3 separate regions of the Mus musculus genome follow, and regions 2 and 3 are each linked to region 1. The links are chromatin contacts, called in public promoter capture Hi-C maps. All regions are on one chromosome and are shown on one strand. Each heading gives the region's core, a stretch centred on a gene start, on an enhancer-like site or on the middle of the called end of the contact. The rest is flanking DNA. Distances are from core to core; before and after follow the strand shown.

The links. Promoter capture Hi-C pulls out the DNA fragments that hold promoters and counts their contacts.
Region 2: a contact with region 1 is called in a promoter capture Hi-C map of liver, with 2.7 times the contacts expected there. The contact joins the enhancer-like site here to the promoter of Atp6v1e2 in region 1. A contact is called at or near these places in 8 of 39 promoter capture datasets (the 3T3-L1 cell line, 3T3-L1-derived adipocytes, cranial neural crest and 5 more) and 3 of 115 datasets of contacts at active chromatin or transcription factors (embryonic basal ganglia, embryonic limb bud and stem cell-derived neural progenitor cells).
Region 3: a contact with region 1 is called in a promoter capture Hi-C map of pre-B cells, with 2.9 times the contacts expected there. The contact joins the enhancer-like site here to the promoter of Atp6v1e2 in region 1. A contact is called at or near these places in 6 of 39 promoter capture datasets (the 3T3-L1 cell line, cranial neural crest, liver and 2 more) and 1 of 115 datasets of contacts at active chromatin or transcription factors (memory CD8 T cells).

What each region holds. Positions count from the first base shown.
Region 1 is chr17:86,945,725-86,950,262 of GRCm38.p6, reverse strand. Atp6v1e2 (ATPase, H+ transporting, lysosomal V1 subunit E2) reads left to right here and starts at 2,376. Exons shown (of 2, transcript NM_029121.3): 1 at 2,376-2,419.
Region 2 is chr17:86,534,733-86,538,871 of GRCm38.p6, reverse strand. All of the region lies in intron 10 of Prkce (protein kinase C, epsilon), which reads right to left. Among named protein-coding and RNA genes, the nearest start is that of Gm30284, 92 kb to the right of the region's middle. Within about 2 kb of position 2,846, at least 124 of the 459 cell types and tissues checked have an H3K27ac peak or open chromatin away from gene starts, as enhancers often do. A contact at or near this core is called in liver, where this site is marked.
Region 3 is chr17:87,438,224-87,443,024 of GRCm38.p6, reverse strand. It overlaps Calm2 (calmodulin 2), which reads left to right. Exons shown (of 6, transcript NM_007589.5): 2 at 299-329. Among named protein-coding and RNA genes, the nearest start is that of Calm2, 6.3 kb to the left of the region's middle. Within about 2 kb of position 3,429, at least 15 of the 459 cell types and tissues checked have an H3K27ac peak or open chromatin away from gene starts, as enhancers often do.

The DNA of each region.
Region 1 (4,538 bases), core at 1,127-3,626:
GGATGAAGGACGGTTGCTTCAGGACCTGGGTGAGGTTCCTGGCTTCCTCTTCGGTGCAGATTTCCTCACTCTCCTAGGATGGACACGGCTTCCCGTGGGTGAGGGCCTAAAGAAAAAGAGACTTCCAAGCTTAGACTTCCTCCTAGGACCTTTCCCATAGCCACAAATACAAAATCATGAGTTCTGAAACGTCCCCTCCGTGGTCACGATAGGGCCTTCTGTGGGGCTGTCAGCATTCCTTGTTAAAAGATTCATTTCTTTCTTTTGCGTGTTGGTATGAACATGCCATGCACATTATCTGAAGGCAGGGGACAACTTGTGGGGGTCTGCTCTCTGCTTCCATCGTGTGGCCCTTAGGGACTGAACTCAGGTCATCAGGTTTGGTGGCAGCCACCTTTACCTACTGAGGGGTCTTGGAGACCCTTTATCCTTCATTTCTTGACTTGAGCGATAGTTTCCAAGTATTTGCCTGGTAATAACTCATTAAACTGCACATTTGCATTCTGTGTACTTTTTCTGAATGTATGTTGTAATTTGCAATGTAGGAAGATGAGAGAGAGAGAGAGAGAGAGAGAGAGAGAGAGAGAGAGAGAGATTGGAGAGAGCATTTTTCCTGACTCCAAGTCCGATCAGTGAAGCAGCATCCATCTGCACCTGCCTCGATGGGGTCCCCGGACCTGGGCTCAGCTCTGAGTTGTCACTGTCCCCACTGAGACACAAACACTTCCACACAAAGTAAGTTAGTTTTTAAACAAGGAATGTTGGCCGCACTGCGGTCGTCCTTACTGTCACTGACTGTGGAGGGCACATTTCAGAATTCGTGATTTTATATTTGTGGGTGTCATTTTAAAGAGGAGCCCAGAGGCCCAAGAAGCAGTGTGACTCAAACTAGATCCGAAAGTGAAGGTGAGATTTAGACAAGTGAACATTTTACTTGAGGGAGCAGTGTGAACAAACATTGCTAAGTGGAACTGGACTTGTGCATTTGGGGTCTGAAGCAGCAAAGAGACCCTGCTATTGTGTGTGGGGTAGATGCTGGGAGTTATGTGTGCCTTAGAGATCTGATCTGCTGGGCAAATGCCACTTCCAAGGCCTTGTGCAAAAGCAATCATGAGGTTTCTCAGTTTGGTTTGCTGTTTTGCTTAAATCACAGGCCAGTGTGAGCTCATAATCTCTGTCCCAGACAGGCAGAAAGTTACATCTGCCAGACACGTGACCTGGATACCGAGTTCCTGTAGACACATTTGCTCCAGCCCCGAATTTCAGCCCGGCCCATCCAGGCCTGAATTTCAGCCCAGTCCACCCCACAGCTGCTTCCAAGTCCAGTACCAACGAATGCTGGTGCCCAGGGAGGGAGCCACAAGGCTTGTGGACTGCAGCATCAGGAAGGGGGAATTGCAACTAGCTATGAGATGATCCACCCTCACCCCCAGACCAGGGCCTCGGAATTCAGAACTTTACCCACTATTTCTGAGAGTCTGGCTGTGTCTGGACTGGGGACAAGGACACCGAGACATGTTAGAAGAGTCCGTGAACTCCAGACAGGGTTACTAAGTTTAACAAGGAGGCCAAGCTAGTGAGAGTCAGGTCTGCTCTAGATCCTTTATGTTCAAACAGGGGCTGCAATGTGAAGCGGCAAATAGGGTTGTCCGAGGCAATTAGCGTCCACGAAGACCGACTCTGCGTACCACTATGATAAACCCTCCCTTTCATTTAAGGCCACGCTATGTAGATGCTGTCACGTTCCATTATACTCCTGAGGAAGCTGGGGGGGCTGGGGGAGGGGATCCGGCTGCTTCAGCAAAATCACATGCGTGGTCAGTGAAGAGCGGGGTGGGAGCTTCAGGCAGCCTCACTGTGGAGCCTGCACGGTGGAAGCTGGCCCTGTCTGGGCATGGAGAAGTGCCTCCACCATGAAAAGAAGCCCAGCAGCCTGTGATAGGAGTGCTCTCTTAAAGACCATCTGGTGAATTGTCGTTAGACGGCTTTCTCATTAAACAGCCTTCCGATTTGGCTCCACAGGCCAAATAAGAGAGGCCATGACCCACCAGCACGGCAGCTGTATTTTTCATTAGTAAATTAATAAACTGGCTGACTGGGTCTGTACACATGTCAGTTAAGGGAAGCCCACCCCAGAGTGGGGCCAACTCTGTGCCTACTTAATTGAGATTCTGAGCGTGAAAGACAAGCCCAGCCACAGTCCAGGTGCCAAGGAACCCTCTCTCGGACTCTTTGTGGCAGAGCTGGCCAGCCCTCCGAAGGGGTAGACTGGCTCTGTGAATTCGAGCTGCCTGGTCAGACGGCCGTAATCATCTGTTCAGAAGGGTCCGCAGTGCCAGGTTCCAGTGAGCGTTCCAAATTCCACATTCTGTGTCAGACTCCCGGCGCCAGACCAAAGGCAGCTCCTGGCATGGAAGTGGTAAGGGCTCAGCTAGAGTGTCTATTCCTCCACACATGTCCGGGTGTCCGACATTTCACACCCCTTACCCTTCATCTAGGGTGGCTCCCAAAGTTGGTGACCTTTGGAGTTACTCAGGGAGCCTTTTTTTTTTTTTTTTTTTTAAAGACAGGGTTTCTCTGTATAGCCCTGGCTGCCCTGGAACTCACTTTGTAGACCAGGCTGGCTTCGAACTCAGAAATCTGCCTGCCTCTGCCTCCTGAGTGCTGGGTGCGCCACCACGTCCGGCTTTCGGGGAGCCTTTTAAAACTTATTTCATCGATATGTCTTGTGTAGGAGCAGGGAGTGTTTTTGCTCTAGTCATAAAAAACCTTAGTTTTCAAAAGTATACCTCCAAATAACATAAGATAAATAATATGCTTTTCAGAAAGATTATCTGATTTAGGAACTTGCTACGTGGGTCTAGTCAGCCTGGGACTTACTCTGTGGAAAGGCTGGCATTAGATTCACAGAGATCTGCCTGCCTCTGCCCACCAGGAGCTGGGATCAGAGGCTTGAGCTGCCACACCTGGCTGTTTTGAGAATTTAAAATTACGTGAATGTGTATCAGGGCACAGGTGTGAAGCTAAAGGAAAACTGACCAGAGCTGGGGTCTTCCACCATGTGCGTGCCGTGGATTGAACTCAGATCCTCAGGCTTGGTGGCAAGTGCTGTTACCCACGGAGCCATCTTAGTAGTCCTGCTTATGCTTTGAATATCTTTCTAATTCAATTGTTCTTTAGCTCTAAAAAATTATTTAGTCCTTTTTATATTTTGGATATTCTTATTTTGTTCATATATTTTCCTGAGCCTGATGAGATTTGAGTTTTTAAATCAATTTCTTTGATAATTTCATATATGTATATAATACATTCTGCTCACAGGTATCCCTTCACCCTCCTTACGCTCTGTGCCCACACCTCCCACTGTGCCTCCTGTCCTCTCACCAAAGCGTCACCATATTTTCTTGACTTTTAGTTTTGTTGATTTTACTTTGTTTTTTGTTTTGTGACCCACTGAGTTTAACCAGATCACTCACGTGGGTGTGGATGGAGTGATGTCACTCGTGGGTGGCGGCATCACTAAAGAAATGACTTTCTGTCCTGCAGCAGGTCAGGCTTCCGCTAGCTTCCCTGGGTGTGTGGGACCCCACTGACCCCTCCTCTGTCTAAGACCGAATGCTCGTGAGTTCAGTCTTAGGTGGGCCCCATACAGGCAACTACAGCGGTTGTAAGCTCACTAGTGCCTTGGCCGTATCATGCCATTGGGACAGCATTTTATGGCCCGAGTAGGGAAGATCTTTTAACGTCTTCTGTTTTCATTTTTGGTTATTTGTTTTTGTGGGTTTTTTTTTTTTTTTTTTTTTTTGGTGTGTTTTGTTTGATTTTGGTGTGCAAGGATAAAAGCCAGGGTCAAGGGCTTATTAAGTAAATGCTCTACCAGGATTTTCCTCCTCCTCTTCCTTTCCTTCCTCCTTTTCCTCCTCCTCCTCTTTCTCTCTTTCCTCCTGCCCCTCCTCCTGTCCCTCCTCCTGCTCCTCCTCCTCCTGCCCCTCCTCCTGCCCCTCCTCCTGCTCTTCCTTCTGCCCCTCCTCCTTTTCCTCCTCCTCCTCCTGCCCCGCCTCCTTTTCCTCCTCCTCCTCCTGCCCCGCCTCCTTTTCCTCCTCCTCCTCGTTCTCTCTTTCCTCCTGCTCCATTACCATTGGAGGAGGACGTGTATATGACAAAAGTCTGTGAATGAGGATGTGCACTGATTATCATTGTCACACATTCACAGAGGTCAGAGGTCAACTCGGTTCTGTCCTTCCACCTTTATTAGGGTCCTAGGGATCAAACGCAGGTTCTCGGGATTGTTTGCAAGCACTCTTACCCTAGCCTTGCAGTCTTTTTAACATGCAGAATCCCAGGTGACACTGGCAGAGACTTTGATGACAACAGTGTATGAGGAGCAGCAGGTACTGAGTGAGACCTTCAAACACAGACTTCTTAAAGGTCTACCGGCTGATTGAAATATATACAGAAACTTGGACACCATTCCTGGTGAAAAGACTGCCTTCAGCCTCTTCAACCCCACGCCTCTCCCCAGAGTGCTTTTTTTCTCA
Region 2 (4,139 bases), core at 1,597-4,096, 410 kb after region 1:
AGAGGGGGGGGAGGGGGGAGGAGGAGGGGGAGGGGGAGGGGGAGGGGGAGGGGGAGGGGGAGAGGGAGAGGGAGAGGGAGAGGGAGAGGGAGAGGGAGAGGGAGAGGGAGAGGGAGAGGGAGAGGGAGAGGGAGAGGGAGAGAAACTGGAAACTCCAGGAGGCCAGAGGCATTATCTTGTCTTTGTGTGCTCATTAATAAAAGGGGGAGAGAAAGTGGGGTGGCACAGACCTTTAATTCCAGCATCTCCGAGCTAGAGACCGAGATGAGTTCCTGGCCAGCCAGGCTACATAGTGAGTGAGACTCTTGTCTCAAAAACACTCCACAAGACAAGATCTTGACCTTGAAGATAAAGACCCAACAGAAGTATCTAATTCTGGAGTGGGCAAAGCAAAGGGATTCTGCTGACATCTGAAAAGCCGTTTCTCGGAAGTGTAGTTACAGTTTCAGCACGCATGCCCTGAAGTGCGTGGTCCCCGCACGCAGATGGCCTTCCCGCCTTCTGATGGACAGAATTAGGTAAAGCTTTCACTAGCTGGGCGATGCTCACCCTCCAACCCAGGAGCCTAAGAGGACAGGAGAGGTGACTGCGTGCTGTTCGGGGAGTCTCAGAAAGTGGTCGCCTAAGTGACACCTACTTCCCCCCTTGTTGGGAAATAAGGAATTTCAAAAGAATGTGAGAAAACAAGACAGACTAAACTATTGTTTTGGACTAAGGTTCTCAGTGGACTTTCAGAGATAACCACTTCCATATGACCAAAGCATACTAGATAGACAGCATTCTTTTAAGGTGCAGGGTTCAAACAGCCATCTCTCCCATTTTTCTTTCTTAATAGACACCTTTAAAAATTAGGGGGGGGGGGGAGTGTGTGGCAGTGTGGATAGAATCCAGGCTTGGCCACACCACCCGAGCCTCTCCGGTGGCCCCACAGACAGAGCTCACTGGTTATTGCTTAATTCTGTATCGTTCAGGACTATATCACCACTACTGATTGCCATTTAAAAAAAAAACCTATTGAATAGGAACAATTTGAAGAATCGCTATCATAAAACATCAAGTCCCAGCTCTGAAATCGGGCAGAATTTAGATAAAAAATTTGGAAAGGTCAAGAATGTCTAAGGGTCACATAGATTCAAGCATGATCTTGCAAGTTTGGAAAGTAGGTCACCGTCCCCCTCCTTCATATTCTGGTTGCAAATGACGTGTACCGCTGAAGGTCTCAGTAGCAACAGCAATGGCTCCGCCCAGCCCTTATCCCCCATACTCATGGGTAATGGCAATGTCCACAGCCTGGGCCATGACAGAGACACGTGCGAGGATGAAGGAGAGCATTGTGTCACACTAAGGATCCCACAGAAAGAACCTGGCTTGGTGGATCACAAGAGCAACAGAGCCAGAAGAGGCACTAAAGGGACGGCTGGTGCTTAGCAGCCCTTGTAGCTACTGCAGGGGGCTTGGGATCATATCCCAGAACCCACAAGGTGACTCACAAGCATCTGTAACCACTCCATTTCCAGGGAATCCCACACCCTATTCTGACCTCTGCAGGGACCATACATACATGTAGAGCACAGTCATACATGCAGGCAAAACACTCATACACACAACATAAATAAACAAATCTTTTAAAAAGGTACATGAAGTGGGGGGAGAGGGCGCGTCAGGGTGCTTGTGGGGTGACACGTTGTTTACATTTATGATATGAACAGTAAATAAATAAAAGATAGTCTACTAAAACTGTAAATAGAGTGCTGCCTTCTAAAATACTTTCTGTTATCAGTATTAGGCCAGCGCAACATTTTCTAGTTCCCACTGTATGAACTGTCACCAAAACCAGACCATAGGTATCCTAAAAAAATGTTTCCCTAATTCTTCTATCTAATCTAGAAAAGCGATAGCATTCAGTCAGGCTCTGCATCGGGTGTGGGCTGCCGTAACCAGAGCCCCTGGGGCTGGGTTTAAACCCTTTGTTTGCTAGAACTGCCCCTCCGTCATCACCAAATACCTCTTATTAAAGAAAGTATCAGCAGAAGGAAATCTGATTAACTGGTGACTACCAAAGAGTACGGAGTACGGAGGAATGCATCGCTGCGATATAGGCAGCTTCAGTTATCAAAGGAATGAGGCTGAGTCTCTCAGGGAAGTTAATGATTTCCATAGACACTAAAATGTCATTAGCCAGTGGAGAATCTGAGGACCCACGCCTGGGACAGGTATTCACAGAGGAAGGGAAATTCTGTGAAGTCATTACAAATGTATCTCCCGCCCTCTCCCCGGGTTCCTATCGTGAGTTTGATAGGAAAGCGCTGCTCCCGTTCCTACCGAACAGGAATCACCCAGAAGAAAACAGTGAGACCTCAATCGGACCAAACACTTGACAAATTCTTTCTTGTCAGTTTTCAAGATGGTCAGAGTAGCACGGTAGCTGGGCTCTCTATCCTGGGAGCGCGGTTTACTTCTATTTAAAATAAAAACAAACAAACTCGGCCTGTTTCATAGAGCTCCAAACAGCTCTGTCCCCACCGGGTGGGGTTTAGAGCGCAGCTGCAGACACTGTAGTCTGCTTATGAGCTCAGAAATTATTTCAGCGTCTTCGTTTCAAACAGACAAAAGTAGGACCAGACAGGGCAAGCTTCTACGGCTCTGCTTTTTGAGAGCTAGTCCTACTCTTATTTTTCTTCCTGTCTAACTTTAGAATTTTGTATATGAAAGGAAATATTTGCCAATACTGGAAACCAGAAGCTTCAGAGTGTATCCTTCTAGAACGGCACCCGTTTGGTCACCTCGCTCAGTTAAACTATTTTAGGTCTCCAGTCTCCTCTTCCTGCCTGGATGAGTCACAAAGACCCACTTGCCTTGCTAACTACTCTCGCCACCTAGTGGCTGAAATGGTTAACTGCAAGATACTTGGTAAGGTCTGTAGGGAGAAAATTGTTCGCTTTTCTCCATTGGGCATTTTTTTGTTTTGTTTTGTTTTTTGTTTTGTTTGTTTGTTTGTTTTGCTTTTTCGAGACAGGGTTTATCTATGTAGCCTTGGCTGTCCTGGAACTCACTTTGTAGACCAGCCTGGCCTTGAACTCAGAAATCTGCCTGCCTGTACCTCCCAAGTGCTGGGATTAAAGGCGTGAGCCACCACTGCCCGGCCCCTTTAGCCATTCTTAATGTGAATGCTAAGAATCTATCTAGTAAGATGGAGAAACTGCTTGAATATCTATGCATTTTGTTTAAGTGCATAACATGTACATTAATCCTTCAATTTAGTGAAAAGGATACAGGAAATGAAAGGACCTATGGTCAGGAGTGGGAGGGGAAATGCAATCTGCCAGTAAGGAGAGCATTGCTGTGGGTCTCAGAGAACCCCAGGCAGCATCCTTTCCGGCTTTCCCGTTTACTGCTTAGTCCTCAGTTTGTGTCCTGTTTCTAATTCCCAAGCACAGCTTTAGCAATCTAGCGGGACGCTCATGACACACGGCCCGTGGCTTGCAGGAAGAGACTGACTGGATGGAGCAAGCCCATCCATGTGCCAGGAAGACCCACAGGGAGACCACAGCACACTCCCTGGCTCTCAGCCCTGCCTTCCATCTTGTCTTCAGCAGGAGCCTTCGTCTAGCTGGCTCGACTCACGTCCCCAGCCCTCAACAGCACTGTACTCCTAGCAAGGAGTATTTAACTGAAGAGTGAATGGGGGCAAGGTGCCAACAGGACACTCAGGACTGCCAGCCCTGTGCTGAGGTGACCAGGTGGCAGCCCCGATTAGGTGCCAAGGAGGCACTGAAATTTTCTCTAGCATGCATTTTTTTCTTTGTCATTCTGGGTATCAGACCCCGGTGTTCAGGCATGCTGGACAGGTGCTGTCCCATTGAGCTACCCCCCCCCCCCATCCTCAGAGCTAAGCCCAGGCCCCTGTCCACACTAAGCACAGGCTCCAGTACTGAGCTCCACTCCAGCCCGTCTACAGGAACCATTTTAAGGAAGGACTCAGTTTCCATAAACTGACTGAAAGGGCCTCTCTGGGACACTGGGCTAACCACAACATTGGCCAGGGAGGAATCAGAGACAATAAAACAAACTAATTTTTCAAAAACAAAAAACAAAAAAACCAAACAAACAACAACAAAACAAACAAACAAACAAAAAAA
Region 3 (4,801 bases), core at 2,180-4,679, 490 kb before region 1:
GTACAACCCTTCCCTCCCAAAAAAAGGGAGTCTAATTGAAAAGGAAGCTGGTTTTATTGGATATATTTTTGTGTATAAATTATAAGTTTTTTGAAAGTTTTATATAATTCTGAGTTATTTGACATAATCTCGGAGTCAAGTTTGCTTGGCTCTATAGTTGTGTCCACATTCTGCCTACCCATTGTGTTCCAGGCTCACTAGACTGAATGCAGCTCATAGCACACCATGAACCTTGAACCTGTAACTGCTAGTCTACATACTTATAAGTCATTAATCCACCTTTTTGAACTCTTTGTAGGCTGACCAACTGACTGAAGAGCAGATTGCAGGTAAGAAATATCCTGCTGGATTATATCCATTGTGATTTGTTATAAATTGGATAACAAACTCAAGATCATTAAATGAAATGCCTTTGATTATGTCATGAATGGTGACAAGTTGAATGTAGCATAAATACAGTAGTTGAGCTGCCTTTGGCAGTTGTGAGTGTAAGCATACACACAAAATTTATGTCTGTGTTTAGAGAGAGGGAAAATGAGAATAAGGTATATCAACTGGTGGTGATGGTTTTATTATTTTGTACTTTTTACTACCATCCAAAATGCTTGTAACTTCAGATAATATAAATAATAAAGTACATGTTTGTGTGTGTGTGTGTTGGGGGGGGGGTAAGTAGTATGTATAGTAACTAAATTAAATTGAAATGTAGAGTCAGAAAAATGAAAATTGAATTTCCTTTGACTTTAGTCAGTTGATTTAATAGATTAGGCAATCCTTCATCTCTACGAGACTCATATTCTCCAAAATCTAAAACGTGAGTGCTAACATGACACCATTCATAGAAGAAGGGCCATTCTACCTCATAACAGATGGGTTGTGGTCAAGATGCTTGGACAGTACAAATACTGTATAAAAATCACTTGTAGTTGTATATAAAGGTATATATGACACATGAAATACTTTGTAATTTGAAACATGTCTGGTCCCAAGCATTTCAGATACACAGTGTTCAGTTTGTATGATGTATTGGTGAGTAATAGAGACAAACATAACAAATGTCGCTGGTATTCTGATTTCTTTTCAGATTTTATAACTCTTTATGTATGTCAATGTAGCAATTGAATTGATTTTAAAGACAGTGACAGCTATTGAACTGACCCTCTTAGGAGAAATAAATGAGACCAATGCATAAAACTTGTCTTGAGCTGTGTAACCTGCCTGCCAGGACTCTCGGCTTTATTGTGATATTTGGGACAACTATCTGATTGTGAAATGTGGAAGCTGCCAGTTGTGTTTTCTCTCTCTCTGTTTCTGAATACAAGGTCCTGCTCTGAAGAACTGACTGGCCTTGAACTCATTTAATTCTGCCTCTTGAGTGCAAGCAAGGGATTTTAGGCATCGCCATTATATGTGGCCTCCTAAGACTTTTATCAGCAATTTTAACTTTGCATTTTCTCAGTAATTCAGAGGCATTTGATATGTGTCCAAATGTTTTTCCCCCTCTGGTGCTGGAGACTGAACCGAGGGCCTTATGCATACTGGTCACATGCTGATGGTTCTACCCCTGGCATGTGAGTGTTTGACAGTTTAACTGTCTAGCTCGGGCTATGAAAGTCCAGCTGGTTTGCAGTTTATGACCCTTCTACCTCCCCTCCCCCAATGCTCTAGCATGCTCTGTTACCTGAGCATTTACCTCAGCTTTTAAAGTTCAACTGTATCATCCTTTTAGAGTAAATCTACGATTCCTGCAAATCTACAGAAACCTGGAAACTGTTAGAAATCACTAGTCCTCAAATATTTGATGACTATATAAAGTAAAAGGCTACTGGATTAAGGACTAAATTTAAACAGGTTTTTAAAAAACTGCTAAATTAATAATTTGATTTAAATCTAGCATTTAATTTTGCAGGTTGGTAAGATAATATCTTGTGTATATTGAAGTAATAAGGCAGAGCTTTGAATTTTTTGTTCAGTTGTATTGGTTTGTTATGTTGAAATTCAGTCACACATATGCTAAAGAACTCCAACCTTAGTTACACCATTAAATTACCAAGAATTCCTTTTTTTCCTCAGCTTTTTTTTTTTTTTTTTTTTTTTTTTTTTTTGTATTTCCCCCCTTTGGGCGATTAGGTTGGGCTAATAGTTCCTTTCTGACACTTTTGACTGTCTCATGTATCTGGTCAAATATTGGTCCCTCCTGCTTACAACAGACATTTCAGGGTAGAAAAATGTATTGATATAAGGGTTCTATCATTCTGGGCAGTGGTGGCACACACCTTTAATGCCAGCACTTGGGAGGCAGAGACAGGCAGATTTCCGAGTTCAAGGCCAGCCTGGTCGACAAAGTGAGTTCCAGGACAGCCAGGGCTACATCTGTCTCGAAAAAACCAAAAACCAAAACAAAACAAAAAAAAGTTTTCTATCATATTCGATTCTTTTAGAAAGCTCTGTATATCTGGTCAGTGTAATAGATGAAGTCTTCAATGACTTGTAGTTATCAGAAAGTTGTCTTTCCAAGGTAAATAGTCTCAACACTTGGGGTCTGAAGCAAGGGGCTCACAAATTTGAGAGCAGCCTAAACTCCATAGCTAGATAGTTTCTGTCCTAACGTTGGCTTTATAAAAGGCAGGGGCTGGCTGGAGAGGAGTTCTTTCTCTGTTTTGCCTTTTTCTCTAGTACAAATGTCAAGCCCAGTGCCTACTGTGCATTATGTTGTAAGTAAGTGTTTTCTGAGTGGATAACTGCAGAGCAGTGCAGAGAACCCACTAGCAGTGTCCGTCCTGGCCTCTCCAAGGGCCCTGCTCCTGAAGTTCAATCTACCTTAAAGGCACAGTTGGTTTTTGGGTTTTGGTTTTGTTTTGCCTTTTTCTTAAAGTTGGTGGTCAGTGATATTCTGGAGTCTAAAATCTCATCCTTCCAGGAAGAAATGTTGACCATCTAGGGACTTAAAATGTGACATTATATGAGCAGTTGAAACTATTTTTATTCTCATAGTATAACGATTACTACTATAGATTTGTTTAGAAATTCTAACAGTAAATAACTTAGTCTAGAAATGAAATAGTACTTGTTCTGGTGAAAGTTACTAAAATCTATATTACCTTAAGATAATTTTCTAAAGAATAACTCATTCTAGCATGACACCAGTAACCTTATTGTTTCACATTTGAAAGACTGGTAGTGAAAGGTACTTAAAAAATTTTAAATGAAATCTCAGTCTTAAACTTTGAAGGTCCAGATTTGATTAGAACGTTAATCTTTAGCACTGGATATGTAAATAAAGAAAATACCTTAAAAAAAGAACATTAATCTTATCCATTTGTAGCAGTGGTTACCCTGACTACAGAGGCTTGCTGTGCCCTGGGGCACTCATTTCCCTTTGTTGAGAAATAGTCTCAATTCTTACAGTTACTTAACTGAACAAATAAAACTAAAAATAAATTCTGACTTGTGAAAATTTCAGTCTTGGCATAGAAGCCCTTTGGAGTGGGCCCTTTACACCTACATATAAGATAGCTGTGATAGTGAGTATTTTTATTACGTATTTAACTTTTAGCTCCTGATTTTATATTTCTGATATTATTAATGGGAATGAATGCTTAGAATAAAGTGCTCCTGTGTGTAAGTACATGTTGTGCTGGTTCTGAAGAGCAGATGAACTGCAAAAGCAGAGGGACGCCTGGCAGTGATGGCGCACGCCTTTAATCCCAGCACTCGGGAGGCAGAGGCAGTCGGATTTCTGAGTTCGAGGCCAGCCTGGTATACAGAGTGAGTTCCAGGACAGCCAGGGCTACACAGAGAAACCCTGTCTCGAAAAACCAAAAAAAAGAAAAAAAAGAATATAGATTTGGCCTTTGAATAATGTCATTAGTTTCCTTTATTTTGTACATAAATTAAGAGGTATAGCATGGATAATGTGTTTTGTTTGGAGACAAGGCCCAGGCAGGCCTCTAATTCTCGATCCTCCTGCCCCAGCCTCTCCAGTTCTGGAATTACAGGTGTGTCACTGTGGCCTGACCCATGAATGTTTTAAACCTTTGAAATTTAGAATACATAAACTTTGCCGTCTATTTCCTACAAATAGGTTAGCGTAGTTAAACCATATAATAACTTGATTGTTGCTACTTAGACATTGGGAGGTTATGCACATAAATGATAAAAGATCATTTTTATGGTTAAGTATGTAACTCTTTAAGTACTTTAACCTTTTTTTTGGGGGGGGGGGGAGGTTCGAGACAGGGTTTCTCTGTGTAGCCCTGGCTGTCCTGGAACTCACTTTAGACCAGGCTGGCCTCGAACTCAGAAATCCGCCTGCCTCTGCGTCCTGAGTGCTGGGATTAAAGGCGTGTACCACCACGCCCGACATACTTTAACCTTTTAATAATTTGGTAAATGATTGACTATGGACCTAGTCTGATAATTTATTTCTAGATAATTTGTGCATCTTGTTTGTAGGTGGGGAATGCATTGATTTGTATAGTAATTAGATTGGTGTCTTAGTACTGTATACAGGTTACTCAGTTATTGCACCCAGTTCCTAATTAAGCTTCTGACAGATAATAGATGAGTTCCTCAGGAGATGTTTGAATGGACTAGACCTGTGCATATATGTGGAGAGAGAGTATTGTGTGCATGTATGTGGAGAAAGAGTATTGTGTGCTCGTATGTGGAGAGAGAGTGTTATGTGCACGTATGTGGAGAGAGAGTATTGTGTGCTCGTATGTGGAGAGAGAGTGTTATGTGCACGTATGTGGAGAGAGAGTATTGTGTGCTCGTATGTGGAGAGAGAGTGTTATGTGCA